2 separate regions of the Mus musculus genome follow, and region 2 is linked to region 1. A link is a contact called in public HiChIP or PLAC-seq data. All regions are on one chromosome and are shown on one strand. The core of a region is the stretch at or near the end of the contact, and the rest is flanking DNA. Distances in the headings are between cores, read along the strand shown. Region 1 overlaps Pax7 (paired box 7). Region 2 has its middle 13 kb from the start of Padi1.

Region 1 (5,524 bases), core at 1,162-3,661:
CTCCCTCTCCTTCCTCCCTCCTCCCCTCCTTTCTCCTCCTCCTCCGTTACTGCAGGGAGAGCTCAGGGCTCCTCAAGGGCCATGGTCTCCAGCCACTTACTGAGGCACCTCGGCCACCATGTGTCACCCAGCTGTCACACACACCCAGCCTCAGCTTTCCCACCTGCAGAATGGGTCTGGGGACGAGGCACATCCTCTCAGCCATTTCCAGCCACACTGCCTTTTTTTCTGTTGACCTTCTGGGGCAGTCCAAGGACATGTCACATTTCTGTTAACCAGCAGCCAACACCCCTAAGCACACAGGAGGCCAGGTTCTCTAATAAGCTTTGAAAGTCACACATTCTGGACTCCCCTGTGTTGGTCTTGATCCACCTGTCACTTGCTGCCTCCTGTCCCATGCTTGAGTTTAGCCCATGCAGCTCTGTGTGAAATACGTGCTTCTCAGCCACAGAGCTTCCCCACCTCCTGGTCCTCAGTTTGTTAGGCTCAAAGAGGTAGAGCAGTGTTCCCAATGTCCCACAGCCAGGCAGTTGTGATTCAGCTTCCTTACCTCGGAGCACAGGTGAGCCAGCCTGGGAAAGACACTTGGCACTGATCGGGTACACACTCTCCCGTGTGCACACTCGTGTGTGGGAGTGCTGCTGTCCATGTGCGCAGAGTCAAGGTGTAACTTGCTAAATGCGTATGCAGGGAGGGGAGAGAAATGATTGCTAGCTGGCGCCCCATCTCTGCTGCCACACAGGGCTGTGTGCATGGTCATTCTCACTGTCTTAGTATAGAAATGAGACTTAGAGAAGTTACTAGAGAGGGGTTGGTTGGCTTTGTTGGTGGCCACACCTGCATCCTGGTCATTAGGAGCCAATTTCAGGTGTGTTTGAAACATGCACGTGACCTAACTCCTGTGCAGCAGACCCCGCCTGCCCCTGGCTCCTAGGGCCTCTCTCCTTCCCAGAGACACCTCCACATCTTCTGGCTCTGGCCAAGTCCATCCATCTGCCCATCTCTAACCGTCCCTGGAGTGGGTGGGGGCAGGGGGGCAGGGATGGGGCACATGGTAGATTAATATGGCCCCGGTGTTCCCAGAGGCCAGGGCCATACTAATGATGGGGCTGATAGAACGCAGGAGTGTGAAAAGAATTTTAATAGATCTGACAACTCTAATAAGAATTTGTGTCTGGAAGGGTCCTCCTCTGGGGCTGCGCTCTGACGAGCTCCTGATGGCTGGGATCTGTTTACTGGTTGGCATTGCTGGCCCAGCTCCTGCCAACTCTTGATTAATGTAATTGGAGACGTTCAGAGCCCAGGCGGGGTGTGAGGCAGGAGAAGGGAGACACGGAGGGACAGAAGGACATCCAGGGTTGTTGACAGAGTCCCTAATGAGGAATGTCACCTTCCTGTCTTCTTGTCCAGCCTTTTGGCTCTACCCTAGGAAGAGGCAAGCACGCCCTACAGTTGGCCCGTTGGGTGCTCTGGAAGTTGCAGGGGGTCAGCAGGAAAGTTTGGCTTCTGAGTGCTTCCTTGCCTACCTCAAGGAGGGAAAGTTCCTACTGTGTACTGGGGCAGAGTGGATAGAGGTGCCAGAGAAACGATTCTTTATTTTGTTTTCCTTTATTTATGTGTGTATGTGTTCATGCATGTATGTATGCATTAATGTGTGTGCAGTTGTGCATGTGGAGGTCAGAGGTCAGGCTCAGGTCTCACCTGTAGACACTATCCCCAGCATCTCTCACTGGCCTGGAACTTACTAAACAGACCAGCAGGCATGTTGTCTATTGAGCCCCAGGGATCCAGATGCCTCTGTCTCCCCTGGGCTGGGGTCCAGACACCACCATGTCTGGCTTTCCTGCATGGGCTCTAGGGATCCGCTTTTCCTGTTTGCACAGCTTTGTCGATGGAGCCGTGACCATGGGTGCCCATGGGTAACTCTGGGCTGGCAACTGTGCTGTGCCTCGGGTTTTATTTTTCTCAAGTGGGAACTGTCCTGCCCAAGGCACAGAACCCACCTTCCCCTAGTATACAGTAAGTGCCAACCAAGTGTGGGCTCTGCCTTTGCTGTTAGCATGGCTCAGTGATGGACCTCTCAGACACCCCATCCACGGAATAACTGTAGTGGTCGTGTCAGGGCCCAGCATGGGACAGGCTGAGGCAAAGTAAGCCACAGCTCCCTGAGACTAAAGAAAGTTCACCTGAGGTGATGTGTGCTCTTGGTAAACCTTGCCTGGAGTGGAAAAGGTCACCGTGGGCATGTGGGGTGGGCGGAGGGCCTCAGTCGTGAGGGCTGTATGCACACCAGGGGCCATTGCCAAGATGCTGATACCACAAGATAATTCCCAGGGGCTGCTGGTGAGGCCCAAGGCTATGGAGCTGTCACCAGCCTGCCTGAGTCTGAAAGTGTAAGAGGAACCAGCTGATTATAGTCAGAGTCTCTAGAGACCTTAGTTCTACATTTCACCAAACAGGGACAGGGGACAGTCCCACTATCTGGCTTATATGACTGGAAAAATACCTAAAAGTACCCTGAGTACAGCATTGGGAGCAGGATAGCACAGGGCTAAATCTCTGGGGTTTCTGTTTCTATCCCTTCAGCCCTCTAAGAGGGTGGCTTACTGATCCATGGACCCTGACACCCAAGGAGAAATGACAGTGTGACCAGAGCTTTAAAGTTTTCCTTCAGCAAGAGTTGGCAACTCCCCACTCCCCATTCACAGCCAGGCAAGGGTGGCCATAGCTGCCTCTGCTCTGCTACCTTGGAGCCTGAGGCTGAGTGAGTGACGTCACCAGCCCAGGAACTCAGCATAGATCTTCCCCTCCACTCACCCACTATGAGCCTGGCTGGAGAGGCACACACACGATTCAAAGACACCCCAGGACATTTTCATAGCCTTTAGGAGTGGGGAGGCTTGTCCTGAGCCTTCTATGACAGCGTGTTTTAAAACAGTGTCTGTACCCCAGCTTTCAAGTAGATAAACTAACATAAAGGAAGACCAGTTTGCTCAAAACCATATGACTGGGAATGTACCCAGGAATGGCCACCCTTTTCTCCATGCCACCGCTAAAGGTCACATTTCTTCTAGGCCTGCGCTCACAAGCACCACACTCTACCTTCACACTATGTGTGTGGATTCTTTGCCTGCAGTTCTTTGGTTCATATGCTCCATCCCATGATATAGACAAGGAAACTGAGGCTGAAATGCTATGGCCCAGGTCACACTCAAGGTTGGGAGGCAACTATTGAGATTGTCCCTTTGGACTCCCTGGTCTCACCATCAAGCTGTGTCCCCTGCCTCCTGGCTCTACCTCCCCCTGCCCTGCTTTAAGCAGAAGATGCCACGCTTGGGGAAGCACAGAGATAGTCTACAGGGAGCCCTGAAAGGCGGGTAACAGAGGGAGCCTTGTGACTCTCCGTGCCCAGCTTTCACCTCTCTATGCATGGGGGTTCTGTGGGGGCACACTGGTTATAGTCACAAGACCTAAAGGCCCTGGGAGGCCCTGGACCTTTGCCTGTCCAGTGCCTTAGTCAGGAAAGATGTCTGCTAGAGCTTCAATTAGGACAGATCCACATGCTTCGCAGGCCAGCCATTGTAGTTGCACATGACAGACATCTGTGTCTTCCTCAGGTGAGCTCTTATGCTTGCAGGACCTGTGTGTGCATAGGTATCTGTTTACAAGGAGCAAGGGGCTCACACAGGTGTGTGTGTCTGTATGTGTGTGTGTCTCAAATGGGCATGGGTAGGTATTGTTATGTATGAATATTCATGCTATGCTCAGCATTGCCTTGTGAAGACACTCCTTTCCCCTACACACAGACACACACACACACACACACACACATACACACACACACACATACACACCACTCATTTTCACACGCATCCCCACCAATGCTCACAGGACTTCTCTGGAGCTGGCAGGCTGTGGGTTTCAGCTCTCATGTTTTCTCTCAAAGGCCCTCTTGGCTCACTTGCAAAAGCCACTTTGGCTCTTGTGCAAGGACCCTGTTGTGCCTCATGCATACCTGCACTCAGGGTCCAGAAAAGGTAGAGAGCCTTCATCCTCAGTGTTAACCTGGACTCACTCAGCCGGGTTCACTGGCCAGGATATGCAAATGGACTGAGGGAGGGAAGCTTAATTCTCTACTGAAATCTGGGATGTGTACGTGTACTTCCCTTTAGAGCCAGAAAAAGAGCAGACAAATAATAAACACTGAGGAAATATTTGCTGAGAGGGTGGGAAAGAGATTTATAAGGGAACTATGGGTGGAAGAAGGATGGAGGGTGTTCTCATTTTATTTCTGTTACTGTGCCAAATACCCTGACCAAAAGTAACTTAGGGAAGGAATGGGTTCATTTTACTTACAATGACATGTGTTACAGTTCATGATAACAGGAAGTCAAGGCAGGAACTTGAATTGGTCACATCAAACCCACACTGAAAAGCAGAGAGAAACAATGTATCCATGCTGTCTACTTACTTGCCTTTGGCTGGCTTCATTCTTAATACACCTTAGGGTTCCCTGCCTAGGGAATGGTGTCACCCACAGTGGGCTGTGTCTCTTAATAACCAATTAGCAGTCAAGACAGTTCCCCCACAGACATGTCCACAAGCCAACCTGATCTAGACAATTCTTCAACTGATGCTCACCTCCCAGGTCATTTTAGGCTGTGTGAAGTTGACAATAAAAATTAGCCAACAAAGGAAAGAGGGACTGATGGATAGATGGTCAGAAGGATGGACATATAGACAGAAGATTAATGAACAGAAGAATGGGTAGATGAATAGTGTGGGTGGAAGAACAGATGAGAAGATTGGCAGGTGTGTAAAGGGAAGACATTGTATGTGGATGATTGTGAAGAAGAATGGATGGTGGAAATGGATGGATAGATCATAAGGTTTGATGGGTAATTAGACAGAAATGGATGGATGGATGGATGGATGGATGGATGGATGGATGGGTGGGTGGGTGGGTGGGTGGGTGGGTGGATGGATGGATGGATGGATGGATAGATGGATGGATGGATGGATGGATGAGTAGATAGAAGGAGAGAAGGATACATGGCTGGAAGAAGGGATGGAGTAGAAGATGGATAAATAGATTTGTGAATGTGCAGAAGAATGGAAGAAAAGGAGGCTGGATGGATAGATTAGTAAGATGCATGGGTAAACAGATGAATAGATGGATGTTATAGGTGGATGGGTGGATGGACAAGAGCTGGTTAGGATGGATGGAACGGTGGTTGGATGGACAGATGGACAGATGGATGAAGGTTAAGTGGAAGGATGTATGAAAAGAACCTCAGTTTCTAGAAGCTTCTCTCTCTTTCCAGCTGCTGTTGATTACCTGGCCAAAAACGTGAGCCTGTCCACACAGCGCCGTATGAAGCTTGGGGAACACTCCGCTGTGCTGGGACTTCTTCCTGTGGAAACGGGACAAGCCTACTAGGGTCCCTGGGGCAACTTGCCCCATCCAGTGGCCCAGCCAACCCTTCCCAAGCCCTGAGTCTCCTCACCTCAGTCCCCTTATCCC
Region 2 (5,639 bases), core at 1,176-3,675, 1.1 Mb before region 1:
CTAGCAAACACAGAAGTGGATGCTCACAGTCAGCTATTGAATGGATCACAGGGCCCCCAATGGAGGAGCTAGAGAAAACACCCAAGGAACTAAAGGGATCTGCAACCCTATAGGTGGAACAACAATATGAACTAACCAGTACCCTGGAGCTCTTGTCTCTAGCTGCATATGTATCAAAAGATGGCCTAATAGGCTATCACTTGAAAGAGAGGCCCATTGGACTTGCAAACTTTATATGCCCCAGTACAGGGGAACGCCAGGGCCAAAAAGGGGGAGTGGGTGGGTAGGGGAGTGGGAGGGGTGGGTATGGGGGACTTTTGGCATAGCATTGGAAATGTAAATGAGCTAAATACCTAATAAAAAATGGGAAAAAAAAGAATTAGGACAAGGGACTTCCTGTCCTGGAGATGGCCCGTATCATGTCTTCCATGCAACTCTGGTTTTTTTAACTCACTGCCAACCCTGACCACACTTGCCCAGAAGGAGCCTGCAGGCACAGGTAGGGACCAACTGCCTGGACCATGGCAGCCTAGAGACCACTTCTCCTCTCAGTCAGCCAGGAGGCTTCAGAAGGACCGGGCCTGAGTCCTGTCCATCGGACCAAGAATCTTGAGGGCGGCGGGGTTTTGTTTTCTTAGAGGAGGCTCCTAGGGCTGGACCCTCAACCTGGGGTCTCACAAAAGCTCTGCCTCTACCATCAGGCCAGCACCCTCACCCCACCCCCACCTGTGAGAACAGCACACAGGAAGAATACACTGCTCTGTAGGTGGCTGGCGCTTGGGACCAGGGCTTGGGTGTCTGGGAGAACGGTGCTATGCATCCACGGGAGAAAGTGGGGCAGGAAGCAGCAGTTCTGTATCAGTTGCTGCCTGCCCTGCCCGGCCAGGCTGGCACCCCCAGCTCTGGGGCTGGAGGCCAAGATCAGGTACAGTGATTCAGGCCTAGGTTGAGCCGTAGGTGCTCAGCCCCAGCCTCACTCGGACCGGCCTCATTCTGGTGAGTGGCACAGAGGCTGCGGTGCTGTTAGGGAGAGGGTGGAGATGGGGCCTCAGAGCGATACTTACCCAGTGCTGTGTCAAAGAAAGATAAGGCTAAGAAGAGAGAGAACCAGAGGACCCCACCAGCCTGTGTGTGTGTGGGGGGGTCTCACAACTGAGACCCAGGGCTCCCTATATTCCTCCCAGCTACCTCTGGGAGAGACCAGTTTGACTTGAGGGAGCCCCCTCCGGTCTCAGGGTGAGTAGAATCCCTCCTTTGTGGGCTTGGTTCACTCAGCTTTCCATTGCTGTGATAAACCATCACTGAGAAAAGCAACTTACATAATGACAGGTTTATTTTGGCTTAGAGCTCTGAGGGTTTGACCTCCGGGTCACCTTGATAAGCAGGGAGCCTGCGACCAAGCTACCTGCTCTCTCCAAGCTGGCTGGAAAGCAAAGGGGACCAGAACAAGTGTCCCCATTCAAAGGCACCCTCCCAGTGGCCTACTTCCTCCGGTGGCAGCTCCTGAAGTTTCCACCACCTCCCAACAGCCCATTAAGCCATCGATGGATTAATCAGCCAAGTAGGTAAAGGTCTCAGTGATCCATTGCTCCCACAGGCCACACCTCTGAAGCCCACAGGCCACACCTCTGAAGCCCACAGGCCACACCTCTGACTCCCACAGGCCACACCTCTGAAGCCCACAGGCCACACCTCTGACTCCCACAGGCCACACCTCTGAAGCCCACATGCAGGAGCCTTTAGAGAACACTTAGGATCCAAGTCACTGTGCACTCAGCAGTTAGCCCCGAGCCAGCGATCCTCTCCTGGTCCCTCTGGGGTAGCAAGCCACCCTTTTCTTCTGTTTGCAGACCTCCCCTCCTCCTTCTCCTCTCGTTACTATCTGCAAGACCGAGGATGCTCTCCCACAGGGCCTTCTGAGCGAGGCACATGGACAGTAGTCAGGGCTACACAGAGAAACCCTGACTTGACTTAAAACAAACAAACAAATAGGCAGATAGATAGATAGATAGATAGATAGATAGATAGATAGATAGATAGATAGATAGATAGATAAGAAGCAGCCCCATGCACTTTGAACCCTGCCCCACAATGCACCACGCAGGACCCTCTGAGTAGACTGAATGGTTGAGTGGGTTGCTGACTGCTCTTAGGTGTCCTAGGGGAGTTAGGGTTACTTTCCTGTCTGAACTGCTCTGGTCACCTGAGCTTAAAGGGTTCACATGTCTCCCCTTAAGGAGACTTCATCAACACTCCTGATAGCTGAGAAGCGAGCTACGCCTTCACGGATCTTAGAGGGAGCTCTGTTTGCCAGTGTCCCTCAATTCTAGGGACAGGGGGTTGGCCCCGCCAGGTTGTGGAAGCCTTGCTTGGCCTTGGCTGCAGAACCTGGTGTCTGGGGCACCGTGGGGCTGACTCAGAAGAGCTGGGAAGGGTGGAGGCTTTGCGGGGGTGCATTAGGCCCCGCCCATGAGGGCTCTGAGGAACTGGTGCGTGTCCGGTTCGGATGAGGGCGAAACCTTCTTTGAACCCCTGTGGCTGCCTCTGCTGAAGAGGAGGTTGTAAGCCACACAGAGCACAGAGGGCAGACAAGTTGGCTATGTAATGCCAGATAGGATGGCCTGCATGGTTGGTCTATTTGGGAGCCAGGCTCAGTCCAGGAGAGAAGTCTATGGCCAGTTAGTAACTGAGTGGCCAACATCTAGGCAGATGTGGGGGCCAGGACAAGTACATTGGGCACCTGGAGCCATGGACACCAGGGTTCTTGTCTGGCCCCTTTCTAATGACCTGATGTCACCAACTCCCTTCTAGGTGTCAAATGTCCCATTTGTTAGCCTGTGTGTCACTCAGGGACTATAGTTTACTGAAATGGGAGGCACTGTGGGCAAGTCGGTGAGGTAGGGCCAACCTTGAGCACCCAGAAAGAGGACAAGGAGGTAAGGGATGCCTGACCTAGGTCATAAACTCTCCCTTGCTCAAGCCACCATCCAGTGCCACCTCCCACAGAAAGGTCCCTCCCTGAGCAGCAATACCTGGCACCTCTTCTCTCTGCATGCCTGTGACGAGAGTTATCTTAAAGGTGGATGTCTGCAACAGATCTCCAGACACTGTTCTTGGACACTCAGCCCTCTCTCTGGCTCCTGGGGTCAGGAGAGTCAGATGGACCACCGCACCCTTGTCTAGATGAGCCCTTCTCCTCAGGAGTGCTGTCTCCCAGAAGGTCTGGAAGCCTGGCCCTTGAAGAAGAGAAGGAGGTTTCCAAGCCCAGCTCATAGCTCCGAGGCCACCGAGGCTCTCCTCTGCCTGTGAGATGTGAGCAGAATTGTAGCCCAGAAGTAGCTGCTCATGTCGGTGGAGACATTGTTTCCCAGCCCGGTGTACCTCAGGCAGGTCTGGTTGTGTGTGAAGAGGTTTGGGGCTGCAGCTCAGTCACTTGTCATTTATTCCAGGATGAGAATGGGAATAGGACACAGAGGTACAGCCGGGGAGCTCAGGAAGTGACAGGAGCAGGAGATCGGAGTGTGACGACTGCACCATGTCACCCGTGTAAGCCAGCGCAGGCCCCGTGTCTCCCGCTCACATATTCCTACTGTGGAGTGCCAGAGACACAGTGAACCCGGGAAGATGCCTAAGGCAGATCAGGCCCCTGGCTGGCCCCAGAAGACAGGCGCTTGGGAGCCAAGACACGTCCTGCTGATACCATAGAAGAGGGTAGAATGGCAGCCACCTGCCTCTTACCACCTCAGCATGGGTGGGCTAACCTGGGCAGCAGGGTAGGGAGGTATCATTGCCATGAGCTGGGACCCAGCCCCAGCTCCGCAGGGAGAAGACGAGTTTGGGCAGTTCCAGGTGCCCATTCCAGAAAGTGAGCGGAGGGTGGCAGGAGGCCGGGAGGAGGAACATGGGGCAGGACGTGTTGACAGATCTAAGTTATTAGCCATTCCTATCTGATAAGACCTTGCCAGAGACTTAATGAGCTTTGCCTTGTTTTCTCTGAAGCCAGGCTTTGTGCCAGGGAGGTGGCTCTGTTGTCTGGTGTGTGACCCAGAGCCAGTCACTGCCCCTCTCTGAGCCTCACTTTTTCTGACATGACTTCCCAGCTGTTGCCTCTGCCTTTCTCCCGCTCTTCCTTCTTCCGGCTCTGAGCTTCTCTCATTTTCCACCTCAGCTTTCCAGTCTGTCCTTCCACCTGTCCCTCTGTCCTTCCCTCTCTCTCCCCACTGCCACTGGGATCTGGGCCAGGAGACGTGGGGCTGAGAGTTCTGCTCACAGACGCTATTGCTCTCTAGGAGTTGCTCCTCAGGGCACTGGGGGGAGCCTAGGGGATGTGTCCACCAAGGGTGGTGGCTGCTGCCCAGTGGCTGGCTGATGGCTCAGAACACCTGAAAAAGACCGGACCCACGATGGTCCAATTGAAGCAAGCTTTATTTTGGGGTACACCTGGGACTGGGCAGCCTGGCTGCCTCTCCCTAAGTCAGGATTTTGGGGGGCAACCCCTGCTGGCTCTTGAGGTCCTTTTTATAGAAGAGATGAAGTGTTCACAGGGGCGAGAGAGTCTGCTGTCATACATTGTTAGAAAGGCAGAACAATAGAGAGGAAAGAACGAGGCCATATATACCACAGGGATGGGTTGGAAAGTTTAGTGTAGGCTGAAAAATATGTTCTGCGGTTTACATCGGATCTAAGAAACAGAAACTTAACCCCTAATTGCAAATAGAAACCTTAACCTGCAAGGACTTAGCCCAGGACAAACAGGAACTCATTCTTTAATGACAGACAGAAACCTTAACTTGCACAGGACAAACAGGAACTCATTCTTAACTGTCTCAACTGCAGACAGGACCCTTTACCTGCAGGATGTATTGTTCCTGTTTCCGTCTCACAAGACCTGGAATGAAGACTTCCCCATGAGCCAGCTTGTCTGAGATGGCCCTGTCCCTATCCATCTGTGAAATGCCTTGCTAGAAGAACAGTGGAATTTGGCCAAAGTCGGCAGTTTTCTATAGCAGAGCGTGTGGGTGCCAGGGATAGTTGGGAAGGCTTCCTGGAGGAAGTGGACCATGAAAGGCCAGTAGAAGGACTAACATGCATTTTGTGTGTTCATGGCTAGCTCCCTCCGAGGTGATCAAAGGCATGGGAGGGATAAAGCCCTGATACCTGGGCCAGCTAGACAGCTGGTGTACTTAGCATTCTCCCCCCTCTACCCTGCCACCCGCATCTCCTCAGGTAGAGAAGGGGAATGTGCTGTGTGACCTTGGGTAAACTGCTCACCCTCTCTGGACCTTCTTACAGTGCCAAGTCAGCCATGGATTTCTTAGAGGATCTGATGAGCCCCAGGCTCCCGACAGGGAAAATGGGGAGGAGAGGGGCTCCCACCAGGCTCAATCCTGCTTTCAGGTCTTCCATTTGTAGAGCATCTGGACTCGGGGTTGTCTCTATGCATCATCTTCTGATGTTCTAGGTGTGTGTGAGAGCCCCCTGGTCCAGCCATTGGGACCCTCTCTGTGGCATGTTCACACCCAGGCTGACCCCTCAAACACCAGGACTCTCAGCCAGGTCAAAGCTGTTAGGGGAGATGGATTGAATGGCTGAGGCCTGGACAGCCTGATATCAGGCCCCTGGGGATTGGCGACTGAGCC

What was found. HiChIP or PLAC-seq counts read pairs in DNA pulled down with a chosen protein or histone mark.
Region 2: a contact with region 1 is called in an H3K27ac HiChIP or PLAC-seq map of large pre-B cells, with 3 times the contacts expected there. The contact joins two enhancer-like sites. A contact is called at or near these places in 3 of 39 promoter capture datasets (the 3T3-L1 cell line and hippocampal neurons) and 1 of 115 datasets of contacts at active chromatin or transcription factors (large pre-B cells).

What each region holds. Positions count from the first base shown.
Region 1 is chr4:139,740,703-139,746,226 of GRCm38.p6, reverse strand. It overlaps Pax7 (paired box 7), which reads left to right. Exons shown (of 9, transcript NM_011039.2): 9 at 5,325-5,524. The coding sequence ends at 5,440. Among named protein-coding and RNA genes, the nearest start is that of Gm42334, 8.5 kb to the right of the region's middle. Within about 2 kb of position 2,411, at least 24 of the 459 cell types and tissues checked have an H3K27ac peak or open chromatin away from gene starts, as enhancers often do.
Region 2 is chr4:140,856,322-140,861,960 of GRCm38.p6, reverse strand. No RefSeq gene overlaps it. Among named protein-coding and RNA genes, the nearest start is that of Padi1, 13 kb to the right of the region's middle. Within about 2 kb of position 2,425, at least 40 of the 459 cell types and tissues checked have an H3K27ac peak or open chromatin away from gene starts, as enhancers often do.